Linked DNA regions of Danio rerio: region 1 is linked to region 2. A link is a contact called in public Micro-C data. All regions are on one chromosome and are shown on one strand. Each heading gives the region's core, a stretch centred on a gene start, on an enhancer-like site or on the middle of the called end of the contact. The rest is flanking DNA. Distances are from core to core; before and after follow the strand shown. Region 1 overlaps raph1a (Ras association (RalGDS/AF-6) and pleckstrin homology domains 1a). Region 2 overlaps raph1a (Ras association (RalGDS/AF-6) and pleckstrin homology domains 1a).

Region 1 (5,280 bases), core at 763-3,262, 61 kb after region 2:
TAACAGGACACAGATTCACAGTCCTCATCTTTTAGTCTCACCTTTGTTAGTTTGTCCAGCTCTCCAAGCCACGCTCCAAACATTTTGTCCAAGTCCTGGTCCTCTTTATCGCTGTCCTCCTCCGCAGCATGATCCAGCTCGTCATCTGAAAACTGCTCCATCTGAAACACAACCAACATTGTACAGATGTTTACATTTAAAATGCAATCTGAGGTATCATTAATGAAAAAACAACTGTGTAGGTTTAATGATCATTTTATAAACATAGAAAAAAATGCCAACAAATCGAGTTTTTATCAATAAGCTTCATGACTTTTGGACTTTATAATGCTAGAAACAAAATCCATGCAAAAAAAAAAAAAAAAAAAAAGATCTGTCAGGAGACATATAAATTAAAATAGGTGTGAATGTGAAAATAGATTAGTTTACTGACGACCACTGAACCAGTAAAACATAAAAACATGACCAACAGGCATTTGAATGCACATTAAAAACCTTTATGAACACTTTTAGACCTAAAATACGCTTGGTCAATTTGAGCTTGTACCTATATATATATATATATATATATATATATATATATATATATATATATATATATATATATATATATATATATATATATATATATATATAATTTTTTAAAGTTATTTATGCTGATATAGGCCTGTCACAAAAAGCAATTTTTGTTGTGCAATATATTGTCACAGAAGTTTTTGCAATAAGCAATATTATTTTCATTTTTAGATAAAATCATGGCACTGATTATATAATAATTACATAACAGCATAATAATGCAAACAGCCATAAACATTTTATAATACTTATTATTCTTAAGGTTATTTAGATTTCATAATTAGACGTTAAAAAGGTATAGTATATATCTATATATCAACGGTGAGATAGAATGTAAACATCATTGTAAAATGACTTTCATTTTTTTGGTGAAATTGTAAACATATATTGCTGGGGTAAAAATTATTGAAGTTATCTCCAAGTATTGCATGATAAGTCAATATATTGATTATTGTGACAGGTCTTTGTTGATAGAATAACAACAGTAAAAAAATCTATCAATTTAAATTAAATGTAACGCACACAATAATTAAGAAAAGTCATGGGTTTTGTTTCCACAAAGCAATTCGTTTGCAAAAGTTTAAAATGGTCAAACAATGACATTGGTAGATCTGGTGTTAAGTCTGCGATCAATAAAATCGTTAATAAAAAATTGTAAGTTTTAAATTTCAATAAATTGCTTTCTTTTTTACATAATAACCTAATAATAAAAAATGACCATCTTATCTTTATCTTCATAAACAAAAATGACAAAAAAACAGACAGCACAACTATTTTAAACAATAATGTTTTTTCAGCAGTAATGTAGACCTTGTGACATTATACACTGGAGTAATGGTGTAGAAAAGACTCGTTCTGACTGTTTCTCTGGAAATGCTTTATTTATAACTTACTGTGTGAGTTTCAGTAAAATGTTAACATTTTTTATTCTACAGAAGTCTATTAACGCTTTTCCAAATTTCAAATAAAGAGGTTTTGATTTTAAACAAAAAGACAAATGACTATGTGTTGTGCTTGAAAATCAAGGATATTCCAGCAAATATTGATTTCTTAACTCTAAACTTTAAAAAGATGCTCTAAATGACAACATTTTGATTTTATATTTGAAGGATATGCATATTTAATTTACAAACTAAAACAAAACAGTTTAATCAAACACGTATAAATGATAAATCCTGAGAAACTACGAAACACTTCGGAATTCAATGGCTACTGGTTTCCAACATTCTTCAAACTATCTTCTGTGTTTAACCACAGAAAGAGATTTTGAATTTGTTTTGGAACAAGTTAAGGGTGAATAAATGGTGACAGAATATCCATGTCTTGGATGAACTATATCTTTAATCTCAAGTGCACAGGGCCTTTACTAATGCCTCAGATTTATAATCAGACGCTGCTCTGAAAATGTAAAACACTCTGGTTCCCTCTAGTGGCCAAGATGACACAGAACCACTGATATTGTATAACAAAAACCACCTCACTATCCAACGTTACTCATGGACAGTGTTGTCAGTCACTATTGTAAATTATGAAGTAATTAAGTAACATCACAGCCACAATTTTTCTTTGAACTCAGAGTATGAATGATTAATTGATAACAAGACTCCAAGCCTGTAGAATCTCTCAATAAGCAGGGCAGATGGAGACCTGGTGTGTGTACAGTACATGTCTGTGGAACACATCTGCATAGATCAGTGTCTTCTTATCAGATGGTTTGGAAATCTTCCTTCCTGGCTGTAAATGGCTGATTTTGGCAAGCTTAGCACAAACACAGTTCAATCGCTGTTACAACACAGAGCCAATAATGCTAATGTTTCAGTACCAAACATCAACATAACACTAGGTTTATGGCACAGCAAATTTTCTTTTTGAGATAATTGTTGAAGCTTTTACCGCAACTTACATTATCACAAAATTGCCAGAAGCTGCAAAAAAAGATTACTTTAACAGTTTAATTTAAAGAACTTTATCCTTTGTGCATTGGTTTATTGTATATACAGTAAATAGTAAACACGTTTCAGACAAATTTTAAGAAAAAATGATAAAACACAATAGCTAACTCTTTACAATAAGGGCTTTATAATAAGTAAGCTGCTCCGTTACAAATGTTAATTTCATTAGTTATTAAAATGTTCTCCCTGCATTCGCGTGGGTTTCCTCCGGGTGGTCCGGTTTCCCCCACAGTTCAAAGACATGCAGTACAGGTGAATTGGGTAAGCTAAAGTGTAAGTAGTGTAAAAATGAGTGTGTGTGGATGTTTCCCAGAGATGGTTTGCGGCTGAAAGGGTAAGTTGGCGATTCATTCCGCTGTGACGACCCCAGATTAATAGAGGAACTAAGCCGAGAAGAAAATGAATGAATGAATGAATTAAATTCAATTCAATTCAGCTTTATTTGTATAGCGCTTTTACAATGTAGATTGTGTCAAAGCAGCTTCACATAAATGGTCATAGTAACTGGATCAGGGTAGTTCAGTTTTTAATGTTTAAGTTCAGTTCAGTTTAGCTTAGTTCAGTGTGGTTTAAAGTCATTATTGAGAGTCCCAACACTGAAGAGCAAATTCATTGATGAGTAGTTTTTCATGAATGAACAATGTTGGAAACTGGTAACCACTGACTTGTATAGTAGGAAAAACAAAACCTAAGTTAATGGATACAGGTTTTCAGCCTTAATCAGATATGTGATATGTGAAGGGTGAGTAAATGGAGACATAATTTTTATTTTTGGGTGAACTATCTCTTTAACTTAACCTTGGAATTATAGGGTTTTATCTGCATTCTCAATGGTTTTGAGATATTGAGCTTCAAAGTTTCTGAATTTCATATAGCAAACAGTGAGTGTGTAACATTTGTTGTTAAATTAAAAAAAATCTTAAAATGTAAACAAAACATCCCATAATGTAAATAAGTTTCCGTTTAATAAGAATATGCCAATATCTATTTTTTTGACAAAAATGTCAGATGCAACCTTATAATTCTAAGATGTTGTTATGTTATTACATGGCTGTCTGGAATACTTAATTCTGATTGGTCAAGTCGCTACATTTTAAGATATGTTACAGAGAGTGGGATTTTGTCATTACTGTACAATGCATTCTGGGAATTAGAGGCAGGTCAGACTTTATTCTGCAACAACAACTACCAGGATAGCCTTTATATACAAGATCAATAACATAAATAATAATAATAAGGTTATGATGACATTCTCTGTTTCACATAGTGAGTCATTTGGTGATATGCATTTCATAGCTCCACACTGTAAAACAATTTACTTTAAAATTAACAGTAACCAACTGGCAAGTTTGGTTGAAAATTTACAAGTGCACTGCAGATAGATGAATACAATTTATTGTAAAGTTTACAGTAACTGTTTACAGTAACTGGCCGTTTTGACTGCATCAAAATTAAATTTAACAATTGTAATATAACAATACAGCATAATTGTAATTATTTATTTATAGAGTTCTTGTAAATTTACAGTTTTACTGGCAACCTAAATTGTTCATGTATTTAAATGATATTTTTCTATTAATTGTATTATAAGACTTCAATCATTTGCTGCTGCGATGAACCCCACTAAAATACACTCTTAATAATAAGAATATTTTTCAAAACCAGAGTAAAAGTTAAGATAATACATTTATACAGTGTTTAAATGACCATGATGATATGCTGGATGATCATTATTATGATATATTGTATGACTGAATGTTAGCACATGCCTAGAGAGCACACCGTTTATATTCAAGCCTCGTTGAACAAAATAAGCACTGTTACACTGCATAACAGAATGGGAATAATCCTCTTACATTATTAAAATTCTTCTCCAGTACTTTGGTCTGAAAATATCCAGTCACTGGTGAGGAAACCTCGTGGACAGACTGTACCAGGCCACAGAAATCTCCACCGTGAACGTTACGGAAAGAGAAGGAAACTAAAACTAGACATGGGCTATTTACAGTAGTTTTGTTGGAACGGTTTCTAACCCGGTCGTTCTGAAGCCAGTGTGGTAGGTATGAAATGCAGAAGGGGGTGAACATTTCAAATCTGGCAACCCTGTAATTGTGGGTCAGTCCTTCTGAAACATGCAGAGGGAAAGTGGGCAGTGGGGTGATGAAGTGCTGGCCAGATGTTGCAGTGTTTAGACCTTCATCACAACAGCCGGCAGGATCATTTGAGATGGAGAACAGAGAGCAGAGACCACTGCAAACCTCTTAAACATGGCAGCACAGCTGAAGAATTATCAACAATGCCTCAATACTTTTACAAATCACCATCTTTACAGTACACCATACAGAAAAATATCAGAAAAGATAATACTGTTATGTACACTACTCTTATGCTCATTCATTTGATTAAAACATGGTAAAAAGCAGGTTTAATTATTATGATGTCTTTAATAGTTTGACATTTTGTCATAATAAATTTTATGTCATAGTCATGGTTTATTTTATAAATATATACTAAAACAGTTGCTGATTACGGTTTATGGAAATTGTGATTTTTTTCTTGACACCATGATTCATAGGAAGTTTCAAAAATAATTGAAGATTTTTTAGTAATATTATTGATGCATTCATCAATGTACTGTATTCTGTCACTTTTGATTAATTTAATGTGCACCTACTAAACACTTTTTCAAATCAAAATAAAGTACAATAAAAATACCATGTTCCCAAACTTGCAAACTATACTGTTTCTTGTT
Region 2 (5,810 bases), core at 3,212-5,711:
TGCTGACTACTGTATAATAAAATGTGAAACAGTGCCATGAAGACATTTAACATTACCATTTAATCAACCAGTTTCACTACAAAATTAATGATTATGTGACAATATTTGTATAATCATATTTATATTTGTGGTTGCAAAAAAAAAAAAAACAGATTTTGGTTCAATATAAAGTAAAATCCACAGCTAATTTTTGTAATGTCAGTTTGGTAAGCTAAAGAGAGATGTTAAAAAATAAAAATACAAACTGCAAACTTATGAACACAGTTATAGTTTTCTAAAACAGCTGACAAAGTTGATAATGTGAAGGACAATAAATTCATTTGTAATAGCTAATGCTTAAGTGTTATGTATATCTATTTTATTGAGGTAAAGTAGGTTTGTTATTCGTACATTAATTTATTTAATGGCCCATATATTGTTTACCTAGCTATGTTGAATATTGAGTCTGAAATAGCATGCAAGGATGACTTCAAAACAATATTAGCACTGTCACTGACTGTGAACAATACTTTGATAGTCATTGAATGCTAATATGATTTCACTCCTTAGAATTTGCAAAGAATACTTTTCTAAAATTATATTATTAAGCAGAATGTCTGAATGTGCGAATATAAACCCAACTTTACCTCTATATCTATTTTTTATTAAACAGGGCAGCTTCTGTTAGGATATAGGCCTAACTTTAGTCCTCTGGCTGATCTGGCTCTGAAGGTTTCTGTTGATGCCTTCAACAGGCAGTCCAGCCATTTCAGTCTACACAAGCCAACTAGCAAAGCAGTTCAACAGGTAAGACATCTACATGTATTAAATCTGCCAGCTTCTCTCTGTCCTGTACATATAAAAGCGGCCGCTAAACCGGTGACCGAGCGCTTTTTCACAGTCAACTACCGCCATCTAGTGCTTATGTCAATACAAGTCAGCAAGAATTGAGTAACATAATTAATTGTTTACTCACCCTCGTGTTACCAAATCCGTAGTCTGTTTTCATTTAACGTTAATAAAATAATGTAACATAATTATGTCCTGTTGTAGCATTGCGAGTGAAGTTAATAAAATTATGTAACAGATCTACGTCCAGTTGTAGCACAGCGAGCGAAATAGCCATAACGTATGCCATAGTTATTGGCCTATTTGACTCATGCCAAACTAGTGTCACGGCAGTTTCGTGGGGAATTTCTTATTAAAGCCACACAGTCGTGTAGGTACATATAATTTCATAACCATATCTACGTTTTAAAACGAACACACACCTTTCAAATTGTAAAACATTTGACAGCTACAAACCTACACCGCACGCCGTCAGCAGATCATCCGCCATCTTGAATGGATCATGTGTCATCACTCACAAAGTAAAAAGTATGGACATGTTTTATCAAAACTGTTCATTTTCTTTATCAGAGACAGAAACTGTGCCGATTTTTTATTTATTTATTTATTTTTTTGAATTGTCAGATCTCGAAGAAATTATGACCATAAATGGCAAATTATTGCCAAATTTCCGTTTAGAATACCAACATAATTAGTTTTGGGTTTTTGAACTACAACAAAAACAAATGGAGAAGGACGCTTATGTTATTAATCTTTTGATAATATTTACAAAGTACCACATTCACAGTTGCAAATTTAATAAAAAAAAAAAAAACATTTTATCCTGCTACAAATAGAATCAAAACACTATATAAATTATAAAGCAAAGCACTAATAAAAAAGCCATCAAAACCTTTACTTGAAACCTTCAAGATTTTGTAATCAAGACCCTTCTCTGTTAGTATGTATACATTGTCTTATTTTGTTTTGTAAACCCCTGACATTTTTTTCTTTTTGTATTGTTCTAAATGTTGTTCTTTAAGCATTAATAAATAAAAAAATATGGACATTTGTTTTGTTCATAAATCAAAAATGTCTCTGCTCGTAAAACATTTCCAGACAAAAACGGATAACAACAAATGAGAAGTAATATTAGCTTTGTGTTAAACCCCACAGTCATTATATTGTATTTGTTAAATAGCACACCTACAATCAATGAACTTGTACTACAGAGTGGCCTTGACCCTATATATCTACCTTTATCCGCACACAAGGTCTTTAAAAGTAAAAATAAAGGAAAAAAAAACTAGTAAAGCTAGGCTAATTAATAGTAAATAGGCCTACTAGTCTATAGATAGTGTATTTACATACTACACTTTTCTACTACAGTAAATTGTGGTGTATTGTAGTTGTTTAAGAATACAGTTTTGTGTATTTTTTTATATTAGTTGTTTTAATGGCAACTACATAATTACCGAAACATTAATTCTTTAACATAAAGGCTAGTATTCAAAAACACTATATTATTTACTATAAACAACTACAGTATTTTATCATATGGGTTGTTCTAGATACTATTTCTTTGTATTTGTTTTAATTTCAAATAACTGTATTTGTTTTCATTTCAAATAACTATAAACTACAATTAAGTCAATGTTGATGCATGTTTTTTCAATGTATTCATTTAAATAATAGATCATGGATTTACTAGAATACAATTATATGTTATTCAGCACACCCCATTTTGAAAATGAATGTATTAGTTTGCACTAGTAAACTAGAGAATGTGCTAGTTTTTGGACCACTATCATCAGTTATTTTGTTAGATAAGCTCCAGATTTGGCTTCAGTACTGACTAATCTAATGCATATGCACAAATATAATGTTGTAAAGCTTCCAATTAAAAATATGAATTTAAAAGATAGATTTGTGAGGGGTGTACTTATATATGCTGAGCTCTGTATATATAAAATATATTATGTATAAGGTGAGAAGGACCCATGGCCTGCTTCTACCAAGATTCTGAAGAGCACTTTACAATCCCATGAGGCCATGGGAAAGATTTTATGAATGAAGGCAGGTAGGTCATGTGACAACATAGTAAATCTAGTATATACGAATTCCATTCATACTACTCATATTCATGCTATGCAGAAACTTTTTTTAACAGCCTAGTCAGTATTTCACATTTCAGTGCATAATTAGTTTTAAGACACAAAACCTGCATAAGTACATAACAGACTAGCACTTGACATGTTTTCACAACAAAAAGCTTTACCCTCGTCCAGTGTCTGCAATTTCTTTAAACTTTGAGCACTAAACATGTCTTTCTACCCATTTAAACTTGAGCCGAAGGTATCCTCTTAAGAAACTGTGAAACAATAGTCTTAACCATTTTTGCCACCTTCTAGACCAGTGGTCACCAAACTTGTTCCTGGAGGGCCGGTGTCTTGCAGATTTTAGCTCCAACCCTAATCAAACACACCTGAACAAGCTAATCAAGGTCTTACTAGGTATACTTGAAACATCCAGGCAGGTGTGTTGAGGCAAGTTGGAGCTAAACCCTGCAGGGACACCGGCCCTCCAGGACCGAGATTGGTGACCCCTGTTCTAGACTAACTATTAAAAACAATTTGCAGGAGGAAAATGATGCTGTGCATGTTCTGATGATGGTACTCACATCACTGTGCACATACAGGACCTTAGCATACATACAAAAAAAAAAAGAAAAAAGAAAAAAATCTATATATTTAGCTGTCAAATTCAAAATGTTGACGTTAATCTGCTTTACAGACTTTATTATCAGTTGTCAAAAAGTGGCAACCTTTCATGTTTGTAAAAAGATAAATACATATTGATATTATTTTAATCTTTAAATGTACTGTTTGTTTCAGAATTATCAGTTTTCACATATTTCACATATGTTCTATGATATTAAAATATGTTTTAAAACTGTAAACGTCATATCCAACAGTCGTTACAGACCATAATGTTTAATGCATGTAATCCAACTTATGTAACCACATGGAAATACCTTTTAACTTAATAACTTTTTTGCATTCTGTCCTTGAAGATCACACTGGTACGTGACAATATGTATGACATTCTGCTTGATTTCGGAATAATGGAAACAGACTGTCTGAAATATGCCAGAAGAGCATATATGGACAGTTGCCTTTTCAAACGGGAACGTTTTGCGGTAAGAATCAGAATATTTCCCTCTGATTGCTGTATAAGTCTGTCCCTTCACCATGACCTCACAGTAAAATCTCTCACCTTCAATTCTCTTTCTGAAGTCAAAGGAATTGTGCTCCAGTCTTGTGCGTGTTGGCGGCACGTTTGTGGCTCCTCTGGACATCAGCTGTATTGCTGATGTAGATGCACTGAGGTCCAGCTCAGAGTCCAGCAGCGAGGAGCTCTTTTTCCAGAGGACAAGACCTGCTCCATTGCGCTCTTTCTCTCCAGGAGTCATTCTATGCCAAGGACAATTTGACTGTTCCAGATTACTGCTGTGATTTGAAATAAATGTGATTAAATCAAACACACTTTTACAAGATGCATCCAAGAGAGAGAGGAAAAGAAAAAAAAACAGAATCATGTTCTAACAAGCTTAAACTGTTATAAAATGAAGTGTTTAGTCATAGATTGCAGCGGTGTGTGTCGTAATCGCTCGAGTAATGTACTACCCAAGGCACATTCTTTTACATTTGGTTTTAAAAGGCGCATACACTTGTGCACATAATATATTGTTGTTGTTGTTGTTTTGTCCATAACAGACTAGCATTATTATTCATATCATTTTGAAATCAAAGGATTTTCCATAAGATTTTTAATTGTATGATGATAATGAACCATAAAAATAACACGAACTTGGACAACATTCTGTGATTTACACAACTATATTGTTCAGTTTATATGTAACAGACATTTACTTCCCCACTTATTTAACTAAAGGTTCCTGACTTTAAGAAGCAGCATTAGCTCTGTACTCCTCCTTCTGTTCCTACATTTTCATTAGCCTTTGGAAACGCGAATCCATAAAGTACACATTTTCTCAGCAGACGTATTCAAGTTTGCTAGATGGACGACAATGACAATAGGCACACAGTGAATTTTTTGCATTGTACGTCAAGTAAAACTTGACATGACACCTTTTATTTTGTGGCTATGATCCTAAACCCTACAAAGTGTGCAATCTTAGGCAACCATACTGTGGAAGCATGCATGCTAATGTCAGTACATTTTGGCATTGCCGAGACATGAAAGATAGATGTTCCAGATATGTGACACTTTAATACAGCACTGAATAATAAGGAGAACGACATCACTTCCTATTGTGTGTTTCACCCATGCAGAGCTAACGCACATTGATAAAGTCAGGAACTGCAGCTGTATGTACAGATAGATAGCAATGTAACAAACATAAACAGACAGCACATCCCATCCCAGACACAGGCCAGCTACACACTCATGTGGTAACTCATTTTCACTGTCTAACATTTGGACATCTTCATGAAAAGTAAGGGTCCACAATGACACAACATAACAGATTCATCAATAACAATGGTAGCGGTTTTTCTTTCTCCACATTTTAGTGAAAGGTTCTAAATCATTTAAATTAAATCTGGAAAATTTGGTAGAATACTTCATTTAGAACGTATGCTACACAAGTGCAACTCCCACATTGGGATCTGCACTACGAGTGAGGGTGGCTTAATTACCTGTCCCTCGCTATTTGTCTGAGAGTGGATCAACCAAATCACTCAGATAAAATGCGCGCACGCACACACACACACACACACGCACACGCACACACACACACACACACACACACACACAAGCATCAGTTCAGCAACCCTGATTTTCTATCAACGTTTAACGTTTACAGTCAAGGGTTTCAAAACTAAACTTTAAAATAAGAATATATTTCAGGTATTAAATAATTTCATATAAAAAAGTACAAGTTCCCTCCCACCCCAGAGTTCCACATATATATTTTATAA

What was found. A called contact is a pair of places that touch in the nucleus more often than the background predicts.
Region 1: a contact with region 2 is called in a Micro-C map of caudal fin, with 2.5 times the contacts expected there. The contact joins two enhancer-like sites. A contact is called at or near these places in 2 of 18 Hi-C or Micro-C datasets (caudal fin and an unstated tissue).

What each region holds. Positions count from the first base shown.
Region 1 is chr9:14,018,944-14,024,223 of GRCz12tu, forward strand. raph1a (Ras association (RalGDS/AF-6) and pleckstrin homology domains 1a) reads right to left here. Exons shown (of 15, transcript NM_001366728.1): 3 at 42-161. The coding sequence starts at 161. Among named protein-coding and RNA genes, the nearest start is that of raph1a, 88 kb to the right of the region's middle. Within about 2 kb of position 2,013, at least 6 of the 62 cell types and tissues checked have an H3K27ac peak or open chromatin away from gene starts, as enhancers often do. A contact at or near this core is called in caudal fin, where this site is marked.
Region 2 is chr9:13,955,825-13,961,634 of GRCz12tu, forward strand. raph1a (Ras association (RalGDS/AF-6) and pleckstrin homology domains 1a) reads right to left here. Exons shown (of 15, transcript NM_001366728.1): 15 at 4,620-5,810. LOC101885154 (secreted phosphoprotein 24) reads left to right here. Exons shown (of 4, transcript XM_005167509.6): 2 at 653-786; 3 at 3,881-4,006; 4 at 4,104-4,550. The coding sequence ends at 4,322. Among named protein-coding and RNA genes, the nearest start is that of abi2a, 78 kb to the left of the region's middle. Within about 2 kb of position 4,462, at least 1 of the 62 cell types and tissues checked has an H3K27ac peak or open chromatin away from gene starts, as enhancers often do. A contact at or near this core is called in caudal fin, where this site is marked.